Linked DNA regions of Sus scrofa: regions 2 and 3 are each linked to region 1. The links are chromatin contacts, called in public Hi-C and HiChIP or PLAC-seq maps. All regions are on one chromosome and are shown on one strand. Each heading gives the region's core, a stretch centred on a gene start, on an enhancer-like site or on the middle of the called end of the contact. The rest is flanking DNA. Distances are from core to core; before and after follow the strand shown.

Region 1 (3,919 bases), core at 674-3,173:
TTTACATCTCCGGTTTTGACCATTCATATCAAGATCACAACAAAAGACCTTATTAAAAACACTTTGGGTAATGTTGACAAGAACATCATTTGAAAAGCCCCAAAATGTTCATGCAAATAAAAACTTCAACATTTTCTCTTAAAAAAAAAAGGAAAGGTTTTCACTTTCCTATGGCACTAGTAAACAGCTAGGAACTGTGTATGTGGGCAAAGAAAGAATGAATGTAACAGGTGATGAGCATAATGAACTTGTTCTCTTAGAAAGGAATTTGCCAGCCACATTTTGCAATTGTTGAAAGAAGCTTATATCAAATCACAAGCAGAGCTCAAAAATAAGTATCCTTCTTTTAGATAGTTTTGTGTTAAAGTCAAGATTATTACTTAGTTCTACAACAGCTAAGTTCTCCATAAATATTTAGCAAAGAAGAGAGCTAAGTAATATTTCAAAACTGCTGTATAAGCGAAAACATATTCATTCTCCCTGAAAAGCTTTCCTCCCTTTATTGTAAAGTTTTTATAACTTCACAATTACTCCAATATATTTCATCCATTTATTAATTTACTTTATGAAACAGAAACTATAAATCTTAAAATATAAGAAGCTTAGTTTAGTATATTTCATTTTTAAATGATTATTCAAAATGGGTATTACAGAGGTGCTCTTTAAAAAGTTTAAATGAATATGAAACACAATAACAATGCAGACCTCTATATTCTATCAAATCAGCAGGATGGAAGACACAGTTTTCACTTCATTCATTTGGTAACATCTAATGCAGTCACTTTGTTAATAAAAATGCTTTTTAAACAAAGTCAACAATAGCGATAATATTTGGAACTCATTAAAATTATAATACTGAATTTGCAGTTTTTGCAGAAGAATCTCTTCTGTAACATTCTAGTAATACTTCCCCTAGATTCTGATTTTTTTTTTAAAGAAACACATTTAAAATAGGACTATAAGTATGGCTAAACTAAGAATTAAGCACGATTTACTCTCAGGTATTTTTCCCCAGGAAAAGCAAGCTTACTAATTGCCAAGATATTTGCACTGAAATAAAAACCACTTGGTATTGTTTCGAGATAATTATTATTTTAAAAAAAATGTGCAAAATTTCTGCAGTGAAATGTGATCAAACAAGACAGAAAGAAACAAAAGAAGTTTGCATGCTGCTTCTCGAAAGAAGCTTAAATAATCCTTTGCCAGGAATAACAACCATAAACTATAAGAAGGCAACTATTGGAATCAAAACACACTTACTTTTTAATATGTAAAGATGCACTTTTTCCCTATTTTAGATTAAAAATAAGAGGACAACCCAGTGAGTCTTGCTGGCAGTCAGATAACACACAGGCCCTGACCCTTTAACTCTCTGGAATTCTCACACAAAGCTCTTTTCATACAGACTGTGCTATATATTCCTGAGATAAGGCGGCAAAATGTGAAGCCGTGGAGAAGTGACACAAAGTTGGACTAAGTGAAATGTTTACATGTATTGTCACACCGCTGTTCCTTCATTACCTATTCCACCCCTGATTTGCCTAAAACAATATTTATTCAGGTTGGAGAGACGCATGATTTAAACAAAAGGACAATTTTAAGAAAAAGGACACCAAGACAATACAAATATTGTGTTTCTCTGTTAGCATTGCCAAGTTTAATGTGAGATCAAGCAGAAACAAAACCAGATCACTTAGAACTTTTAAGAAAGGCTCCTGCTATCATTCCCTTCAAAGCACAACAGATTTCTCTACTTGTTTTACAACACAGAAAGTAGACTTTAAGTAATATCTTAAATCTGCACTCACCATGCGAAAGCAACGGTTGCGTGGCGTAAAAGTGTGCTATTTTCTGCCCCTGTTCCATTTCAGTTTTGCCTATAGTTGTCCAACACCCAATAGCCCAGAGCTGCCACCCAGAGGCCCCTTCCACGAGCTGGCTTATTTGCCTGTCAATCTGAGTCCTGGCTTCTGTATTATGCGGCTGTGCACTTTGCTGAAGTTCTAATATCATTTCCATACGCTCCCCACCGCCTGAAGTAGGTAATTGGTTCTTTCAGCTCAATAAATACTCAGGTCACTTTTCGGGTAACTCTGAGATCAGGCTTTAAGTTGTCCACCTTCAAGTGAAAGAGTTCTTGGTTGGTGGGTGGAGAGAAGTAAGCTCACTACAGGGGAACTCAAAGTGTATTCACAACGCAGAGAAACTTCCTCTCTTTTTTCCTTCCTTGCGAGGCTGAGCTGCTAGTGACTCTCACAGAACTTAGGAATGTAAAGGGAGGACGCAAAGAGGCCCCTCCAGACAAGCCTTTCTCAATCAATTAGCTTGCAGCCATTACTTGTGACCTTAGGTCACACAGCATAAGTGTGTGGGGTGTGCCTTCGGGGGTCCCAAGGCTACTTATTACCGCTAAGATAACCAAAGCCAAGCAGACACTGGAATCTAGAAGTATTTTTAATAGAAAATATGCTAAAGATATGAAATAGTCCAAAGGTGAATTTCAAGTTTCTTTTTGCAGGAGAAACTATTAATTCAAAGATTTTTTTTTTTTTTCTGTTAAGAAGTCTCCAAATAATATATATTTTTTTCCACATTGGATCAAACAGGATTTAGAACCAAGCAGCAAGGCATTTCTTTTATATTAAATTTCAAGCTGGGAATATGGAAATGACAAAATAATTAATGCATCATAGAGTCACAGATATCACTTAATCACTTGGTTCCTAGGTTTTGTTTTAGGTTTTTTTTTTTTTTTTTGGCTTCTGACTTACCACACCTAACTGCAAAGTTAACCTATTATAAACAAAGTTCTTTATGCTTAATAACATCAAAATCATATCATTTGGGGAGATAAGAATGGTTATTTTAAACTCTTTCAAGTTTTCATATTAATGTCATGCTTTCTCTTATTCTAGTAACTCATTACACCATAATTTTGTTTTGTTCTCTAGTTAAGACAAACATTCCTCTCTTTCAAATATATGTAAAAATGAGGGCTAAACATAACCAAAAAAATGAAGCACTAAAGAGAAATGCAATCTTTTAAAACTTCAGGTTTGTTTAAACTTCATATATTAAGTTTGCTTGTCCCTTGAAAACACCTTAAAAATAGCCACTATATTATCAACAAGTTAATGACAGAAATATCAGGGAATTGTATTTCAGATCAAGTTCATGCTTTGGGATAATACAATCCAATTAAAAGCACATATTTTATACTGACTATATGGACAATCACTCCCCCCCCCACTGTCCTGCAATAGCTATCATTCAAAGGTGGATTTGCCACACCCACATTTTCTCACTCTGTTTACTCTGTGATGACACAAAACATCATCTGGTGCGGCCCTGTATAGGAATGGCAGTATTGCATATGGATGCTGAACTTAGCATTTCCATCCCATTAACCTTTACTTGGTCAATGGAATTATCTTCAAATTGGATACTGTCTGAATAAAATAAAACAAACAAACCAAAAATCCAAGAAGGAATAAAACAGGTGAGACAAGTAGGATCAGATAATAGTATCTAGTCAATAGGATTCATTTTTAAAATTGTAGTGATAGAAAATATAGTAATTAAAAGTATTAAAATCTGGGAACTATATCTAGTCACTTATGATGGAGCATGATGGAGAATAATGTGAGAAAAAGAATATATAGGCATGTGTGACTAGGTCACCTTGCTGTACAGTAGAAAATTGACAGAACCCTGTAAACCAGTTATAATGGAAAAAAATTTTAAAATATCATTAAAAAAAAAGGGTGATAAAATCAATTATGGGTGGGGGTTAGGGCAGAAATGGGTTTCCATTTTCTCCAATATACAGTAGGAGTCATTGATCAGTTTGAAAAGGGAGGTTGGCACAGCCTCTAAGTTTAAAAAAATAAAATAAATACAAATATCAAATTATTATGTT
Region 2 (3,919 bases), core at 1,019-3,518, 360 kb before region 1:
AGGTAATACTTTATCCACTGATCATGATAAGTAGGGATGGAACACAAATGATAGGGTTAATTATCTTAAATGAAATATACTTTCTTTATAAATACTTTTATTTCCTTTCTTGATTTTTCCTATTAAATACCATACCTTTATGAAACTTAATATCACACAATCAGACATGTTCTTTACAAGATTGTATTTTCACTTTGCTATCTCCATGCTCAGCGACAGAGATTGTTTCCTGATTAACACACTTTTAGAAGTATAAGTACTAGAAGACAAGTGTTAACTTTTCAAATATTGTTTCATGAAGAATGCCACTCTAGCACACTCTTGAACTTTATTCCGAAGGTTTTCACAATAGGTTGAAGAAGCTTCCATTACATGGGAGAGGAGGAAAATATTTCTAAGTATTATAAACATCATTTAAATATTTTTGAACAGTAAAGGTTCAAGTGTATCTTGCATTTCCACACTTTGTTCTCATCCTTTCCAAGAAATTGCATTGATTTGTTAAGGGTTAAGAGGGTATACTTCCATTGATCAGAGAAATAGTCTGATACAGCATAACTGTCTACCCGTTCAAGACAGATCAATCCCGCCTTTGTTTCCTTTTGGAGACATCATGATTATTCATCTGCATCACCTAAATTCCATAACATATACCTCAGCCTAAGAAAGGAAATGGATAAAGAATCATCCATTTTCTTGGTTAAAAAAAAAAAGATACATTCCTGAATATTCCCCACACTGAAGTGGTGTTGAACTTGGTGGACATTTTTGTACCTGGTGCGTGGCTTCATTGTCAAGTTGATTTTCTGTCCTTTTCTGGGTTTTGCCAAACCTATGGGGGGAAAACCCTACCTTGGAAAATAATTAAAAAAAAAAAACCAACAAAACTTCATACAGTGTTATATTAGTATGTTGATCTTCTTGGGAGGGTTGTACTCTACACCTCCAAGAGTTACTAGCTTTTTGACTTTTACTAACCCGAAAAGCTACATGCTGTTTAATACTCTCCCTGCTCATAACTGTAAACTTTACTTAGGTAATGACGAAAAGGTCACAAATTCAATCCCCCTATAGCCTAAGTAGCCCACCGGCATGTCCCTTTCTTTTTTTTTTTTTTTTTTTTTTTGGTGTTGCAGTAATGCTTAATTATATTTCTTTATTTAGTAATTTAATTAATTTATTCTCTTATGTGCCATGAGCCATAACTCATTAAAGAAAAGGGTTGAGTTAGAATTTATGTTCAGATACTTTGCCACTATAAAGCTTTGAATTTAAAGGAAACATATTTTAATTCATATGCCTGACAAAGACATGTTTTAAAGTACAGATTAAACAAAAGCAAACGGCTTTTCAATTACTAAATGCAATGCTCAGTAGGACAGAAAACTTACTGCTTCTCTTAAATGCTGGACCTTTAAAACATTTGCTGGGTGACAGCATTATATAAAAAAAGTTTCTTTAGTAAAGAATTAAAGCTGAATATGCAACATTTCTTAGGAGCACTGAATAAGTCTATTTGTCCAGCTTACTTTGCAAAGACTGCGTAGAAAACAGCACCATAAACACTTTCAGTCCCCACACAAGGGCTAAACAAAGAGTCCTCTTTCTAGCCATCTAATCGGGTAATTTATTTTTTCAACCATCACATAAATCGAAACACAGCTGTAACCAATGACTTGCAGATCCAGTTCCCAGCCAGCTGGAATCAGTTCTGCTGAAACAGCAAGATTTTTACATTGTTCACTTCTGTACATCTGGAGAAATCATTGAGGTTCAAAGGTGACCAAAAAAGCTCTTTAAATAAATTCAACCGGCAGTGAAGATTTGCCTAAGGATCTACAAACTCCACATTTACTTTTACAAAATGTTCATTTCACAAAATTTATGCTTATAAAGGCTATTTGCATCTTTGTCAGTATAGACTTTGAGTTACTAACTGCATTAAGAACTTTTTAAAATGCCCGTTTCTTTCAAACAACTTGCTTAGGGTTCTTCCAAACTTTTTCCTAAGAGTTGGAGCTACTAAAAGATGGTTACGTTAAAACACTATGTTGCATGCAGAGACAGGGACCATAAGAAACTTTAACAGAACTAGAAACCAGAAATGTACCTACTCATATCTCAAATTTAATCATGTTTAGCTAATATAATCCTCTATTTAGATAAAATGGAGGAGAAATACTATCCGAAAGAAAGCAGAGCTGGAATACTTCCATCAAGCTAGGCAGCCAAATCCCCAAGGAGCCCTAGTCCTGAGGGAAACAAACACGGATTAGGAATGTTCCACATGCAGTATTGAAGGGAGAGGATTCTGGCACTGGAAGAGAAATCCAAGAGCAGCCACCATTTTGCTCTACCCAGGGAACATATAACTGCACATGGGACACAAGTTAAGATTCCCCTCCCACCAAAAACAAAATCTGATGCAGCCAGTGCTTGAGGTAAAGAGCTTTTCATAAAATTTGGATAAGTTTAAAGTGAATAAAAACCCAGAAGAGTAAATGTATCCTTGGCTTTTAAATTACACACAATGTATTGATTCAAATGAATCATTTTCCTCACTAAAGCTATCAAAAAGTTATTCTTGGAAAAATGAATATGTATGTCTGGCAAGCTTCTCAATCCAGTTTTCGTTGTGTTAAAAAAGACATAAACAAATCACGAATATACTTTCCTTCGTTAAATCGATACACAGGTAAACAAGTTATTTTCATTATTTAGCCATCTTATTCAAATGTATGTCTATTTCAGTCCCACTGGATTAACAATCAGTAACTTCCTTATGAGTGCTGCACTAACTAAAAGAATGGAAAAAATAAATAGTAATAAAGTATACTTTCCCTAAACTGAATGATAGATGGTGGTCACATAGTAAATATGACTGATTTTTATTCATTTGCTGTGTACACACCTATGGAAAAATATTCTGGAACAGTCGGAAATGTGATTAAATAAATAATGAAACATTCCATGTCCTGAGGATTACCTTTAAGAATTTCAGGGTAAAAGAAAATTGCACCACACAAAGGCAGGAGATCGCCCTTGTGTCTATCACTGGTTATTAAGTGGCTGTGGAATCTAGAGGAAGGTAAAAAATTTCTTTAGATCTCCTGTAGAATCAGGATGTAAGTGTCCTTTCCAGCCCAATGTCCACATTTTGTAGAAAATTTAAAAAATCTCGATGTATATCTGCTTATCCTATTGTTCTTGAAACGCAAAATTCCTAATTTTCTTTTTCAGTTTTATTACTTTGGGAGTGAACATCACATTAAAAAAAAAAGAAAAGAAAAAAAGACAAATACTGTCCTTTTTTATGAACCAGCCTATCCAGAAATAACCAGAGCCTCCTAGCTAACACTCTTGGTGAGCAGAGGGAAAGTTAACTTGATAGGAAAAACTCTTGAATGGACATAGTTTTATTTTATGACTATGTCATTTAAAATTAAGCGACCGGTTAAATTTCTCATTGTTTTAAAATAGAACTAAAATGAGGCAACTCCCACACAGTTCTCTGCTGCAACATTAAAGTGTATACTTCATGAGGAAATCCACATGACTAAAGTTTTCAGTGCTATTTATAAACATTTTTGTTATCTGAAGTCACATGTATTCTAGAATGCTGGGACAGTGTGGTCTATATACTTATTCATAGGAATTAGACTCTCAAGACATCTGTATCGTATGACATATTTACATATATGCACATATTTTTATATAAGTGAACATTTATTATGTTTGTGAAAAATAAAAATACCGAAGAATCTTCATAATCTACCTTAGAAAATTACTTGTACTGATAGCATGACACACTGTTTCGCAAATGCTTTTTCATAACAAAGAAAGAAAATAGACTTATGACAATTTCAGCTGAGAGGAAAAAAGGGGGGATGGGTCTCTATTAAAAACAATCTTAGGTGTT
Region 3 (3,919 bases), core at 450-2,949, 320 kb before region 1:
TTAAATAATTGGTGAACAATAAACAATAAACTTAATAAAATGTTTTCCTTGAATGTTATCAGTATATTAGGTATTTGTTATTTCCCACAATTCTTTGTAGAATTAAAAAAAGGTAGAATTTATAAGTTCTACAGTATTTTCTCATTGTTTATATATTTTTATTACAATAAAATATGATTTTAAAAGCAGAACAGTTTGCTTAAAGTTTATTATTTTTATGGAAAATATAGTATCAATTCTTAACATGAAAATTATACTCTATATACGCTATGTACTTAAAAACATTTTCTCTCTTTAACAATTTTAAAACATGTTTTGAAACAGTTTTAATGGAAATTAAAATAGGTGGAATATATCAGCTAATCCTTTCTCATTGAACCAGGAAAAACTGGGTTTTTGTTATAAAATGCTTCAATTGCTTAGCAATTTACTTCTACAAACAGACAAAATAATTAGAATGCAATGCATTTATCTGCTGATCCAATACACTGCTTTAAACTAAAAACAAGTTTGTATGTACTTTTTCTACTAAAATAATAGATATTTCCAACACTCTCAGCAATAGCTCTAAGACAAATTATTCTTTTAAATATATTTTAACAGTCAGTATTATTGTGGAAAAAGCTTTTTTCTACTTAGCAACTGAGAACATGATATTTTCATCTCTATTTGTTACACTGAAATCCTGGTAAGTAATTTAAATATAGCCTCCCCCAAACTAAATTTTATTTATCAGAAGTTTAATATATATTCTAACACGACCTCTTTTTTGAAGTTGAAAAAGTTTCTTCTTTCACATTTTAAATTATGAGTCAACGGCACATGAAAGGTTTAGTTTCTTTACCAACCAGGGCTAAATGCTCACTTTTCTTAGACAGCAAAAACTAATACTGTACACAATAAGCACAGATAATATATTAATGTTTTTCCAAAACTTCTATGTATAACAAAAATAAAAACAGGTACCATCTTTTGCATAGAGATTTTTCTATTTTTACTAAAGTTTCTATTCTAATCAGGATTAGAGCAAGAGAGCAAAAGGAAAAAGTTAATAAGAGTAAAGTGGGTGATGAGTTAAATCAGAGTAAATTGAAAGTTCAAGGATCCCCTTTTACATAACAGTAGGCTTAAAAAGAAACAACAAAAAAAAGTTATACCTGATATGAAAGGTGCGATTTCACCAAGAGCAATATATTGCTTATTATGCCATGTTTTGGAAATAATACAAAATAAAGAAGGCTCATTTGCTTATGTTGCCTTACAAAGCTGCTTTACAAAGCCCGATGTCTCTGTAGTTATACAAGCCAATGTTGGCTTTTTTTTTTTTTTTTTTTTGGTTTGTTTTGGTTTGGATTTTTGTTTGTTTGTTTTTGTTTTTGTTTTTGAGCAGGAGCGTCTCTTTCTCTCTCTCTCTCTTTTTTTCCCAGCACTGTTGCAAGGAGTAGGACAAACTCAGATTTTTTTTTCTTCATGGCTCCTGCTATTTCTTGGAAAAAAGGACCAGGGTGCTTGTCTTCTTTTTCTTGCTTCTCGGTATTCCAGGCACAAAGCACTGCGCAGAAGCTGCACCAATCCTTGCCGTCCCTGGCAGCAGAATGGTAGAAGGTGGGAGAGACCAGGAATCCTTCCAGGCTGTGCTGACTTTAGAAATGAGGATTGCACACGTTTGTCTCCTGAACCAAAAGGGTGAGAAGGCAGGGTGCCAGTTTGCTACACTGCTGCAATGATCTCATGCTCACTGCTGCTGTCGTCCTGTTTGCCCAGTTCAAATGCCTGTTCATTATAAACCAAAAAAAAAAAAAAAAAAAAAAACCTACTTGGATTCTTCAGCAAGCAGAAAGGGTATTAACGTTTTAAAAAATCAGCGGTAAGAAAAGGCAAAAAAACAAAAAAAGCACACACAATTTTAGGATTCACTTGTTATGCCTCAATATTCTGTTTATATGTTCTTTCTTTCTTTCTTTTTTTTTTTTTTCTATTTAGAGATAAGCAGCAGAATTTATCAGGCGTGAAAGGGACAGCCTCCTGGTGGCCTGCCAAAAACCCAGAATAAAGGCGAAGTTGTGCTTCAAAGCTCAGTCGCTTGCTGAGTCTGGCTAAAGTCAAGTATTAAGATCCACCATTTTCTGAGCCATGCTAGAAAAGAAGAAAAAAGTCAGGACGGTTGCTGCTTTCCAAGTCTCCGTTGGCACCATCACAAAATCTCAGTCGTAAGGTCACATGATTCTCTGCCAAATGTAGAGTGCATTCCCATCAACCATTCTGCTGATACTGCGAAGGCAGCTATTGTCTCGTTTAGACCCAAAGTTCAGCCCACTCTTCATTGAATTAGCTGAAAAACGCATCACCTTTGGGGGCTGGGAGTCATGGAAACGTCTACCTGGCAAGCTGCCCACTTTTTCTGCCCATCAACCAGAGATGGAATTGTGCTGCCTAATGCAATGATGACTTGGAATGTGAAGAGTCGTCCAAAGTGAATCTGATTCTTGCAACGCCTGTTTCAGTTTGCACAGAAAACTCTGGCTTCTTGTAGTTAAGGGTGTGTGTGTGCTGGGGGGGAATCCTTCAGACTAAATGTAGCAAATAAAGGTCTGAACATGCCTACTCCGTAACTTTATTTCACAACACAAATGGTTCTCAAAGGAAAAGACTGAAGTCTCTGCAAGTTTTCCCTTCCCCTGCCCCCTTTTCCTTTCTGAGTGAATGCAACAAGCCCAGGACGTTTGTTTTAGTCCCTTGCATTAAGATTGAAAAGCTCTTGAGTTTTGTCTTGCTTTTTATTACTTTCTGATTTTTATCTGGCACCAGTTTTGTACTACACGGCCACAATATCCTCCAGCAGCAGTGGGGATGCATTATTGCTTCAATCTCCGTCAAAGTGGTCCCCTGAGGGATGCCAGTTGTCTCTTCAACCGCGCACACCCCTGCAACTGGGTCCTGGGGTAATCCTCAGCAGTACCTAGCACAGCTGCTGTGCAAGTTTGCTAAGATTTGACTCATGGAAGAAGTGCTCTTTCTGTTCCTTCACCAGCTACAGTTTTCCTGTGTGGCGTGAAAGATCCCGTTGAAAGATACAAGGAATGTATCAACAGCTTCTAGGCAATCAAATGAAAGGGTTCCCTCACCTCAATGGATTTCCATTCTCACAGGCGACAGAAGTTCCCGTGGACAAACATTTCCATACTTTCTAACAAAAGTACAGTGAATGAAATCTTTCACCATTTCCTTAAGCAAAATCTATAGCTCAGTGGGAAAGCAAGTGCTATTAGTATTTAAGCGAAACATACTCAGTAGTACCAAAAAGAATTATGGTTGCCTTTCCTGCATTAAAAAATGCTTCAGTTTTTCTAAGATGGGGAATCTTTATAATTATCTTTGCACAATTTTAAAATTATATTCAGTGCCTTACAAAACTATGGATGAATGTTATCCCTCCTCCATGTACAGACACTCACATATAGACATATATATTGCACAATACCAGACAAAGACTGGAAAAGGTAATCAAACCATTACTTGCCTATAAAAAAATAAACAAAACCAAAAGAATTCAAGGATCTAGCAAATATCTTGGAAACGGTCTCTGGTCTTTTTTGAGTTATGGTCTTTGAGTCACTTTCTTGAGGAAGGATAGGAGTGAGTATGCATACACGCACATGCATGGAAACCATTCTGATGTTTTCCCCATATGTAATTCAGAATACAAACAATTCTAAACCATAAAATAAAAACTTACACATGTGCTGAAATTAAAAATTTGCTTTTTTTTTCTAGATTGCAAAATTGTGGATAAATTTTAGTACTGTCCTAAGCACATGCCTTGGAGTGCCTGGTGGGGGAACAAGCCCAGCCAACACATGTGCCCCATGCTTTAGCACAGCCAGAAGAAAGTAGATAAGTCCTCACAGAAAGAAAATGT

Evidence for each region. A called contact is a pair of places that touch in the nucleus more often than the background predicts. HiChIP or PLAC-seq counts read pairs in DNA pulled down with a chosen protein or histone mark.
Region 2: a contact with region 1 is called in an H3K27ac HiChIP or PLAC-seq map of skeletal muscle. The contact joins two enhancer-like sites. A contact is called at or near these places in 1 of 47 Hi-C or Micro-C datasets (fetal skeletal muscle) and 2 of 2 datasets of contacts at active chromatin or transcription factors (alveolar macrophages and skeletal muscle).
Region 3: a Hi-C map of liver shows a contact between it and region 1, with 7 times the contacts expected there. The contact joins two enhancer-like sites. A contact is called at or near these places in 1 of 47 Hi-C or Micro-C datasets (liver) and 1 of 2 datasets of contacts at active chromatin or transcription factors (skeletal muscle).

The regions. Positions count from the first base shown.
Region 1 is chr13:180,979,150-180,983,068 of Sscrofa11.1, reverse strand. The region is part of intron 2 of LOC106508546; the gene reads right to left. Among named protein-coding and RNA genes, the nearest start is that of MIR99A, 320 kb to the left of the region's middle. Within about 2 kb of position 1,923, at least 37 of the 83 cell types and tissues checked have an H3K27ac peak or open chromatin away from gene starts, as enhancers often do. A contact at or near this core is called in fetal skeletal muscle, liver and skeletal muscle, where this site is marked.
Region 2 is chr13:181,337,935-181,341,853 of Sscrofa11.1, reverse strand. It overlaps a transcript of LOC106508546 not described here. Among named protein-coding and RNA genes, the nearest start is that of MIRLET7C, 37 kb to the right of the region's middle. Within about 2 kb of position 2,268, at least 22 of the 83 cell types and tissues checked have an H3K27ac peak or open chromatin away from gene starts, as enhancers often do. A contact at or near this core is called in fetal skeletal muscle and skeletal muscle, where this site is marked.
Region 3 is chr13:181,296,366-181,300,284 of Sscrofa11.1, reverse strand. It overlaps a transcript of LOC106508546 not described here. Among named protein-coding and RNA genes, the nearest start is that of MIR99A, 4.2 kb to the left of the region's middle. Within about 2 kb of position 1,699, at least 41 of the 83 cell types and tissues checked have an H3K27ac peak or open chromatin away from gene starts, as enhancers often do. A contact at or near this core is called in liver and skeletal muscle, where this site is marked.